2 separate regions of the Ovis aries genome follow, and region 1 is linked to region 2. The links are chromatin contacts, called in public Hi-C maps. All regions are on one chromosome and are shown on one strand. The core of a region is the stretch at or near the end of the contact, and the rest is flanking DNA. Distances in the headings are between cores, read along the strand shown.

Evidence for each region. Hi-C and Micro-C count contacts between places; a contact is called where the count stands out from the background.
Region 1: a Hi-C map of hypothalamus shows a contact between it and region 2, with 2.4 times the contacts expected there. The contact joins the promoter of TBP here to the promoter of C8H6orf120 in region 2. A contact is called at or near these places in 2 of 16 Hi-C or Micro-C datasets (hypothalamus and liver).

What each region holds. Positions count from the first base shown.
Region 1 is chr8:91,730,972-91,736,218 of ARS-UI_Ramb_v3.0, forward strand. It overlaps TBP (TATA-box binding protein), which reads left to right and starts at 3,856. Exons shown (of 8, transcript XM_042253770.1): 1 at 3,856-4,104. It overlaps PSMB1 (proteasome 20S subunit beta 1), which reads right to left and starts at 3,748. Exons shown (of 6, transcript XM_004011458.5): 1 at 3,601-3,748; 2 at 493-600. The coding sequence starts at 3,713.
Region 2 is chr8:91,161,993-91,167,773 of ARS-UI_Ramb_v3.0, forward strand. C8H6orf120 (chromosome 8 C6orf120 homolog) reads left to right here and starts at 2,663. Exons shown (of 2, transcript XM_012183354.5): 1 at 2,663-2,721; 2 at 2,858-5,440. The coding sequence starts at 2,900. The coding sequence ends at 3,454. It overlaps WDR27 (WD repeat domain 27), which reads right to left and starts at 2,463. Exons shown (of 26, transcript XM_060419336.1): 1 at 2,406-2,463. PHF10 (PHD finger protein 10) reads right to left here. Exons shown (of 12, transcript XM_060419347.1): 11 at 5,733-5,781; 12 at 4,496-4,683. The coding sequence ends at 4,598.

The DNA.
Region 1 (5,247 bases), core at 2,606-5,105, 570 kb after region 2:
ATTTTCTTACGTTTTAGAAAAAACATAGCCACCCACTAGAACTGTGAGCCATGGACATAGCTGCTTAAGATATGGGTAAATTGAAGGTTATTTTTTTTTAAGGTGCAGATTGAAAAAGAATCCAATATATTAAAGAAAGATTAAAATACATATGGTAAAGTAGTAACAATGAAATGCTGATGAGATCTACATGATAGTATATGAGCATTGACTAGAGAATTATCCTACCTTTGCTGTATATTTGAGATTTTTTATAAGATGCTGAGTAAAAAATATTTAAGTTACCAAAAACACTGTCGGTACCTAGACATAGCAAATATTATGAAGACTACATACTGAATTACTAGAAAATAATTTTCTAACAAAAATACAAGCTAAGCTCCAAACAGGCAATCTAAAATTTCATGCAACACACCATTTAAAACCTGAATCTCTCGCAGCATTAAATCATCACAAGGTGCCGAAAACATGTCCTTAGAAATATTTACTTACAGTTTGTAACATTTGGGGCTGTCCCGTGTGTGAATTGAAAACCCTTCACTTAATCTAGTGTCAGAAGCAACAATTGAAAAGTCTTCTCCAGCAATTGCCAATACAGTACTGAGGGGAAAAGAAGGAAAAACAAAATTAATGAATTATTTTGGATGTTAATAACACCTTTCCCAATATGAGAAGGATCCATAGCACATACTGAGATAAAATCTACTAGATATAATCAAGTACAGGATTCAGATGGAAGAGGAAAAGATCAGGGGAAAGGATCCCTGGCTACAAGTCATCTGGGGAAAAAAAAATTTAAGAATTCCCTTAAAAACACAAGTCAAATCAGACCAAAGGTTCCTTAGCAGAAGATTACAGAAACATCCGGCTTCCCTTGTGGCTCAACTGGTAAAGAATCTGCCTGTAATGCGGGAGACCTAGGTTCGATCCCTGGGTTGGGAAGATCCCCTGGAGGAGGGCATGGCAACCCAGTCCAGTATTCTGGCCTGGAGAATCCCCATGGACAGAGCCTGATGGGCTACAGTCTAAGGGATCGCTAAAGAGTTGGACACGACTGAGCGACTAAGCACAAACATCACTAAATTATCACCATCATCAAAAAACTAAACATTATTGATTAATATGTATCATTAAACAATTACTGATACTATAAAATGGCCAAAGGCCATGGCCTTGCCTGCTGGGGGAGGTGTAGGTAGTGATACAACACAAGATATCTGAGCTTAAGAAAGAGGGGCTTAATGTGGTTTTTATTATTTTTTCTTTTTTGATCCCACCACACAGCATGTGAAATCTGTTTCCCCACCAGGGATCAAACCCGTGTCTCATGCTTTGGAAGGGCAGTCTTAACCACTGGACCACAAGGGGGGTCCTGGGGCTTAATGGTTTTAATTTCTTTATATCCAAGTCCTTATAAAATTGTCTTGCACTCAGGAGACACCCAAGCATCTGTTGGAAAATGGACCAACAAAGAACAATCTTTCCCCTCTGTGGCTCTGTTCAGTGGAGGCCGAGAGGATGAGCTCTAAAAGCAAACTGTGTGGGTTCGAAGTCTGGTTCTCTTGCTTAGAAAATATGAGATAGTCAACTGCTTCACTTCTCAAGGCCTCGCTGTCCTCAAGCACGTATCAGGGATCACAACAATCGCTACTTTAGTTAGGTGTTACGAGCATTAAACGGACTAAATTGTTAAGCCTTATACCAGTGCCTGAAACACAACTGGTCCTCCAGTTAAGTGTTAGCTATGATCCCCCTGGCCTAAGCATGATCACCGAGAACCTGGACTCTGAAGCTGCCCAAAGCCTGCCCGTGCCACTAGCAGCTCTGCGGCCTTGGACAAATCGCCAAGTTGGCGCTGTCAGCAGTCCCTCTGTCAAAGGCTGGCGAGCCGAATGGTGTGGCCTTGAAGTGCTCAGCGGCACGTGCACAGGCCAGTCACCTGGAGTCTGACCACAGTCAGTCAGACGAGAAGGACACAGGACCGAGTCTTATTTTGTAGAAGCAAAGGCTGCCCAAGAGGCAGCAATAGATGTTAAAGGAAAAGGACACAGACTAAGATAAGGGAATTCAATGTCAGAAAGCCATAAGCACTAACTTTGGAGCAGTGATTAGATCACAAAGGTTAGACAGTAATAAACACTGAATACCTTATAGTCTCAAGCAGAATCTGCAACTGTCTCATGAAATGGGTCTAATAACTCATTTTGTGATCCCACCACTTCATTAGTTGTCACAGGAAATATTTAAAAGTGCGATGATAAAAGCATTCATCAACTTCATAGCAACACAGGTATGGATTCAAGTCCTGGGGTTCAACTTCACACCAGCGCTATGACTAACAAAATTAAACTTCTAAGAGCCCAGGTTCATTTGTAAAATTGAGGTATATATCATCTAACAGTCAGTCATCATGAGGATTAAAAAGATACCTGCTTTCAATCTACAAAGTGCTTCTCTTTTGATTCTTCTCTCAAACTATGAGTAGCTAAGGAAGATAAGGAAATCTGGGTTCAAGGAGCTGAGAGGTAGGTACCAAACACTACACTGCTCTTTAGTGTCAGAGACAAGGCTAAAATCACACTTCCACCTTCTTTGCAAATACCCCAAAAATCTACATTAAAATTTCAAACCCATAAGACCTGAGTAATTAATCTGGTCTTTGGATGGTCCTTAAAGATTACCAGATTAATTTGGTGTGTACGTTTCAAAGTACAAAATTTGGCTGGCAAACTATAAACGATGCTTAAATACACAGCTCTTCGCAGTGAAGAGTCCTAAAGAGAGTGCCTTTCCACAACCCTAGTTCTTTCAGTGCACTGTCAAGGAAAAGTATTAAGATAAAGCGGGTAAGTTAAAAAGAAAGAAAAGCTCACATACAACATGCAAGAATACACACATTCAAAGGTCCGCCTTCTGAGTATTTTTCCCCTGAACTTACGCTAGCCCTTAAAACTAAACACTGATCAATGAAACTAAGTCTGTGCAAGTAATCCTACCTGCTATTTAAAACAACTCAAAATGGTGATTTGATTAGACCTATTAGCTAGACAGGGCTTCCCTGATGGCTCAGAGGTTAAAGCGTCTGCCTGCAATCGGGAGACCTGGGTTCGATCCCTGGGTCAGAAAGATTCCCCTGGAGAAGGAAATGGAAACCCACTCCAGTATTCTTGCCTGGAGAATCCCATGGACGGAGGAACCTAGTGGGCTACAGCCCATGGGGTCGCAGAGTCGGACACGACTGAGCGACTTCACTTTCGCTAGACAGCTATATTTAATCACATGGCCAATCAACCCTAACTTTTAATCTCAGATGTTCAACCTGCCCCGTGCCTGCTGGCTAGAGAAGCACATTCAGACAGGTCCATTTTTAAAGCTCTTCAGAGCGGAGGTCAGGTGTCAATTTCTATCTGCTGTCTACGTAAAGCTGGCCATCCACATCAAGATCCAGTGACCCGCCTATAAGGTGAAGCCCTGAAGAACAAGAGCTAGCCGAGCAACCTCGGAGAGGGAGGCCTGAGACTGGAAGGGCAGCGCCGGGCAGACAGACTTAAGCAGGGATATGGAGGAAGAAAGAGAAAGCGGCGGCTCTGCGGGTTTTACCCTCCGTTGAAAGCGTAGGGCGAAAAGCGCAGCTGCAAAGGGCCCACGGAGCTGTGCGGTTCCATGGCCAGGTCTCGGCCCGCGCCCGAGTACGAGGCAACGGAGGACAACATTCCGCGGCTGCTCTCCTGCTGTCTCACGGCAAGATGGCTGCCTCGACCGGAAATTGTGCCGTTTCCGGTTTCCGCGGCGCTGCCTCCGGCCGCTCTATCTCGCGCCAGTCGTTGCTCCTGGAGGCCAGAGCCCTCCCTTTCCAGTCGGTAGCTATTGCCTGCTCTACGAAGAGACCTGGCAGTGAGGTACAGGCTTTCTTTTCCAGGCAAATATTCGAAATCACTCGTGATGGATAGAAATTTTAAAGTCTGAGCTTACAAAGACATTGGAAAAACTATGGAGCAACGGAAACTCGAAGAGTCTATTGAAGTGTAAATTCGGAAAGGGACTGGCATTACTTGACATAGTTGAAAATACACACACATCATGACCCAGCAGTTTCACGCCGAGGTATGTACCCTGGCCAGAAGACGTGAAAGAATGTTCATAAAGATGTTCTTAATGGCCCCAAACTGGAAATGAGCTAAATATCCATAAACTGCAGAATGGATAAAGCAACTGAGGGATGTGGATGTGCAAAAGCAAGCAAATTAACTGACTTTGGCTAGAGGGAAAGGTCCTCCTTGGCTAGGGATGGGTTGGAGGTTGTAGTGCTAGCAATACTGGGTTTCTTTACTTGATTTAATGTTTGCCTGCTCAGTAGATCAGGCGTGTCCGACTCTGCGACCACACGGACTATGCCCATCAGGCTCCTCTGTCCATGGGGTATTTACAGGCAAGACTACTGGAGCAGGTTGACATTTCCTCCAAGGGATCTTCCTCCCCCAGGGATCGAACGCCCATCTCCCGTGTCTCTTGTACTGGCAGGCAGGTTCTTGGCCAACGAGCCACCAGAGGAGCCCTTGGTTGCTGTTGCTCAGTCGCTAAGTCGTGTCTAACTCTTTGCAACCCCATAAACTGCAGCCCGATAGGTTTCCCTGTCCTTCACTATCTCCCAGAATTTGCTCAAACCCATGTCCATTGTGTTGATCACATCCAACCATCCCATCTTCTGTTGCCCCCCGCCCCCCTCCTCCAGGCTTCCTTCTCCTGCCCTCATTCTTTTCTAGCGTCAGGGTCTTTTCTAATGAATCAGCTCTTTGCATCAAGTGGCCAAAGTATTGGAGCTTCAGCTTCAGTCTTTCCAATTAATGTTTAGGGTTGATTTCCTTTAAGATTGACTGGTTTGATCTCCTTGCTGTCCAAGGGACTCTCAAGAGTCCCTCCAACACCACAGTTCAATTCTTTGGCACTCAGCCTTCTTTATGGTCCAACTCTCACATCTGTACATAACTCTGGAAAAATCACAGCTTTGCCTATACAGACATTACCAGCAAAGTGATGTCTCTGATTTTTAATACACTGTCTCGGTTGGTCATAGCTTTCCTTCCAAGGAGCAAGCGTCTTTGAATTTCATGGCTGCAGTCGCTGCAGTGATTTAGGAGCCCAAGATCAAATCTGTCACTGTCTCCACTGTTTCCCCGTCTATTTGCCATGAAGTGATGGGACCGGATGCCATGATCTTCATTTTCTGAATGTTGAATTTTAAGCCAG
Region 2 (5,781 bases), core at 1,413-3,912:
GTCCTGTTTCTTCTCCTTTGTATAAATGCGTATATTTTTAGAGAGAAAATTACTCCCTTTTGATTATAAGAAGATTATACTCTTTCTCTTTTAGTGACTAACCCAGCCAGAAATGTGCCAATTTATTTTTGAGTTTGGAAAACACAGTGTGGTAATCAGACAGTAGGCTGAGTGCCCACAGTGAAATGATACATGGCACCATAATTAACGCGCCCTTGATGGCTTGCTTAGTAGCTAAAGAAAATATAGAGTTCTCTGTCTTCTCCAGAATAGGAGACAGGCTCTAATCCTAGGTCCTCGGAGAACCGAACGAGCGAAGCGTGAAGCAGTGGTTGATCACAAGGCATGAAAGCGCCAGATTATACTCTGGCCTCCCTGTGTCTTTAAGGCCTTTCCTAAGTTAGTAAAAACTTTGAAGGGTTATATTTAGCTGCTTTAATTAAAAAAAAAAAAAAAAAGATATCTTCTTTCTATTGTCCCAGCTGAGAGAAGCCTGATTTTACAAACCATTGGTTCTTAAAACACAAATTTTGTGCTTTTATGCCGCAAAATGAAATGAAAGAGAAGCGCTGACAGAAAATGCTGCGGCCGTGTCAGTAAACTAAGGACTCTGTCACCACCAAGCCATCACATCACGACCTCCCAACGGGCCACCCTGAGGAGGCTCAGAAGGAGAAAGCACAGGTCACCAGTCTGGGACAGGGAGGCGCACACTGAAGGAGTGGTTTCAGTGAGCCCAGATTCTTGCACCTTCTCATACGCAGGAAAGGGCCGCTGCTGCTGAGTGGCTTCAGTCGTGTCCGACTCTGTGCGACCCCACAGACGGCAGCCCACCCGGCTCCCCCGTCCCTGGGATTCTCCAGGCAAGAACACTGGAGTGGGCTGCCATTGCCTTCTCCAATGCATGAAAGTGAAAAGTGAAAGTGAAGTCACTCAGTCATGTCTGACTCCTAGCGACCCCATGGACTGCAGCCTAGCAGGCTCCTCCGTCCATGAGATTTCCCGGGCAAGAGTACTGGAGTGGGGGGCCATCGCCTTCTCCGAGAAAAGTGCTAGATCCCTTAAATGGAGATATCTAGTTCTCTCTGTCGTTGTTAATCAATCGCCCAGTTGTGTCCAACTCTTCGAAAGCCCTGGATTTAACTGACAGTAATGTTTTGATGTTCTGACTTCCTGGTCTTTGTTACAAAATCTCCTATATATATCCTGGCTCCCCCATTGCCTCTTCAAAGCAGTCTCTCAGAGCCATCTGAGGTGCTGTGTTCCAGGCTTGAAGTCCTCAGGATAAAACATAATCTCAACTTTTAGGCTGTGCGCCTTTTTCAGTCCATACCATGACGTGTTAGGAAGCACAAATCACTGACCACCAATAACTGTAATGATGTGAAGGTTTAAAGTCACTTCTTGATGTGTCTCTACGTGTCTTTATACACTCCCTTGTATTCCTGCCTGATATGCTTTCTTGACAGGAGAATGCTCAAGTTGGAAATGGCCCAGGTTCAGCGGGATGTCACAGGATACTTCTTGCAGGAGGAGGTGTGGAGGGCCCTAGTGCTACCTCCGTCATCACCCCAAACCAGACTCTGTACCTGGATGAAGCGCGCCTAACTTCACGCAAATCAACACCATTCCCCTCAGATAATCCGTCTTAAGTCGCTCAAGCCTCTTTTACATGCCTATAGGTGACACAGATGTAACACTTCAAAGCGGCAACAGACACATTTTTTAACCCAACACATGATGGTCTCCTCAGGAACAAGACTAACCCACAGCGTGTGGCTACCTGACAGAGTTCAGGTTCTACAAAAAGGGGCACAAGAGTCATTGCCTGTTTTTAATATTTACACTGCACCAGTTTCCACAAAGGAGAAGGCAATGGCAACCCACTCCAGTACTCTTGCCTGGAGAATCCCATGGACGGAGGAGCCTGGTGGGCTACAGGCCATGGGGTCGCTAAGAGTTGGAGACGACTGAGTGACTCCACTTTCACTTTTCACTTTCATGCACTGGAGAAGGCAATGGCAACCCACTCCAGTGTTCTTGCCTGGAGAATCCCAGGGAAAGAGGAGCCTGTTGGGCTGCCGACTATGGGGTCGCACAGAGTCGGACACGACTGATGCGACTTAGCAGCAGCAGCAGCAGCAGTTTCCACAAAAGTGATTCAGCACGTTCTGAAATGAAACACGGGGACCGGGGTCAACACAAAAGCATGATGCTAAAATGAACATACTCTTTCTTGGGAAAGTATGTTCCAGTGGCCAGTAGGCACCCATTACCACCATATCCCAAGTTTACAAAATAAATTTTGAATACGAACACAACTGCGTTTTAAAGCTTCTCCTAGGAGTAGTTCACGAAGTAACAGGCTTTAAGAGAGAACAAGGCGCACTTGCCCCGGGACCTACCCCTGAGTCAGCCAGGCGGCCGGGTGTACTCGCAATCCAGCCGAGCACCGGTCAGTTTAGGGCCAGCGCCCCGCCCCTGTCGTCATGGTGACGAGCCCGTGTCCGCGCCCCTTCGCCGTTCTCGCGATAACCCGGAAACAACGCACTGCCCCCTTCGGGCCTGCCTCACTTCCGGGCGCCGGTCAACTTCCGGGCGCCGCCAACTTCCGGGCGCCGTCCTCCTCCGAACGCCTCACTTCCGCGCGCGCCTCCCTTCCGGCTCCTCGGGCGCGGACGCCCGGCCCGGAAGCTCCCGGCGCGGCGCCCGCGGGGAGAGGTGAGTCCCGGGCGGAGAGCCGCCCCGCCGCCCGCCCCGTGCGACCGCGGCGCGCCCCCCGCCTCCGCCCCGCGCGCCCCCGCGCGCCCCCCGGGCGGCCGGGACGCGCTCAGCGCCCCGCGTGGTCTGTCTGCAGGGCGCTCGCGAATGAGCACGGCCTCCGCGCGGCGCCCCCGCCATGGCCGCCCCGTGGACGGGCGCGCTTCTGCTGCTGCTGGCGGCGCAGGCCGTCTCCTCGGCGCAGGCCTCGGACGAGGAGGAGGTGCCCGAGGGCTGGGTGCTCCTGCACGTCGTGCAGGGTCAGGTGGGAGCCGGGAACTACAGCTACCTGAGGCTCAACCACGAGGGGAGGATCGTCCTCAGGATGCGCAGCCTGCGGGGCGACGCGGACCTGTACGTGTCCGACAGCACGCTGCACCCCAGCTTCGACGAGTACGAGCTGCAGTCGGCCACGTGCGGCGCCGACGCCGTCTCCATCCCCGCGCACTTCCGGCGCCCCGTGGGCATCGGCGTCTACGGGCACCCGTCCCACCTGGAGAGCGCGTTCGAGATGAGGGTCTACTACGACGCGACGCTCGAGCCGCATCCGTTCGGTGAGGCCGCCTATTCGGACGGCGCTGATGCGAGTCGCAGGCACGCCTATGCCCCGGAAGACGCGTCTCAAGAAGAGGAGTCTGTGCTTTGGACGATATTGATTAGTATTCTGAAGTTGGTACTTGAGATTCTTTTTTGACTCGCTTAGCATGCTGTCGGGTATAATACTCGTCGTCTGCGAAGCCGAGTGCACTTCGCTGTGAACCGAGCTACTCTGACCTGGTTGGCACTCTGGTTACCTTTTCTGGGTGGGGGATAAAAGGATAAAGCCATACTGTCTGGTTACCTCAGTCACTCCGAAAGTGCGCACAGCAGCAAGCACGTGTTTTCTTTTAATAAAGCATCAAAATTCCTGTGAAAGGGATATGCTCAATAAGACGCTTCAGCCCCACTTCGATTAGTCAGGTGACTAGATGGTTGCAGTGGTTTAGGTTTTACTCGAGAGACTCAAATGAATTAGTGTGTTGGCTTTAGAGAGTTGCTAAAAGCAAGTCTAAATGTAGTCATTTCTCCACACTTGCCTGACCGAGAACTAAAGCCCCCTGTCTACACCGGAAGTAGAGACGGCGCCTGCTGGCCAACAGGATTTCCTGGAAGGCGGGTGGTGTCCCGATACCGGTTAATGATGGTTCTCAACTCAGCTGCGCCTTATCTCCTCAGGTTGTAATTTTATCGTCTTGGGCCCCTATGGAAATTCTTTCGTTATTAAATAACTGCCCTGCTACCCATGGTACACCAGAAAGGATACAGATTAGGAAAATTTCATGAAAATAATAGTAACTTTTAGATTAATGGAATAATAGTTAAGTATTTCTAATTAAGCTGCATAATGTTACCACTGAATTTCTGGAGAGAGCCAAAAAGAGTGAAGTCACTCAGTCATGTCCGACTCTGCGACCCCCACGGACTGTAGCCTATCAGGCTCCTCTGTCCATGGAATTCTCCAGGCAAGAATACTGGAGTGGGTTGCCATTTCCTTCTCCAGGAGATCTTCCAGACCCAGGGATTGAAACCGGGTCTCCCACATTGCAGGCAGACGCTTTGCCATCTGAGCCACCAGGGAAGTCAGAGAGAACCAAAGTACTGAGAAATCAAGGCTTTTTGCAGGATGGGACTATTTTTCTGCTTGGTTTCCAGGGTGAGAGCGGCTTATGAGTAAATATTGCAGATTTTAAGCATGTAGTTTCAAAATCTTTTATTGGCATAAAAATGAGAACATTGTAAATAAATTGGCACCAAATACATCATTTAAATGCATATTACAGTATTGGGGTCAAGAAAACTATCCCTCTTTGCTGTTTTTCCCCCTTCTGCCCACTTTCCTGGGTGTTGGGGGTGCTCGCTGACAACAGTCACAAATCCAGCGACCTAGGAGAAAAATTGTTAGTTAATACAGGATGAGACTTAACTTTTTAGGACTGAGTTTTAAAACCATTTAGCTCTCCTCCCTTAGCTAAGGCTACTGATACTCCTCACTGGGTTTCTGGTGGCGCTGGCACTAACTTCCCTTAAGGTCGTCAGTGTCATAACCGCCCTGTGAAATGCACACGGGGAGGGAAGGGGTCCTGGAGGAGCTAAATAATGACAGGCCCCTTGAAAAAGGTACAATCTTTTCTGAAATTCAGACACTACCATACTTTAAACATTCAATCGCACAAGTCATTATGTAAAACCTATTAACTGACTGTGGCTTATTTCTATGCATCTCAGCATCCCCTCAAGTCCTGGTCTACAATGCTCACATAGCACTTTAAAATGTATCAAATATTTGATAGCATTATGATAGACTATACGACATACTTGACCTGAATTACTATAAAACTCTAAATAATTATTTAAGTTGCTTACATCTCAATGACTCCCAGGAAACCTAGGCATATCTTTTATAAAATATCAGACAGTGTTAACTATGCAAATCAGTTCTAAAATTACGCAATTATGTGTATAAAGTTTTAGTCCAATTACTGTGACTTATTCTTTGATTCTGTGTTCATTCTGAAGTTATCTGGAATTGTTATGTTGCCTCAATTTACATAAATCTGGTTTAATATGTATAAAGGCATATAAGTCATTTTGTTAAATTTCTAAATGACGTATAAAAATAAAATCAAGGCTTTGAAACAAATCGCTGCTACTGCCTTAGCTATTTCAGTAGAACAACACGAGCTCGTCTGCACACACTGAGCTCTACTTCCAGAACTTACAGGCCATCTGCTGTCTCACTTGTCCTTAATCAGCTGCTCTAGCGATGAGAAACAGGTGCCCGCGACCACAGCTTTGGCCACTTCTCGTGAGTGGAGAGGGCACGTCTCTCCAGGCCCTCCGTGTCATCATGGTATTTATGCAGCCTCCAAAGAAAGGAAGTGCTGGAAGAGCCCCTTCACTCAGAGATAACGTTCCTCCTTCTCAATCTTTACCTGATGGGATAGCACCAAGGCCCACACAGAAAGTATGATAACCTCTGTC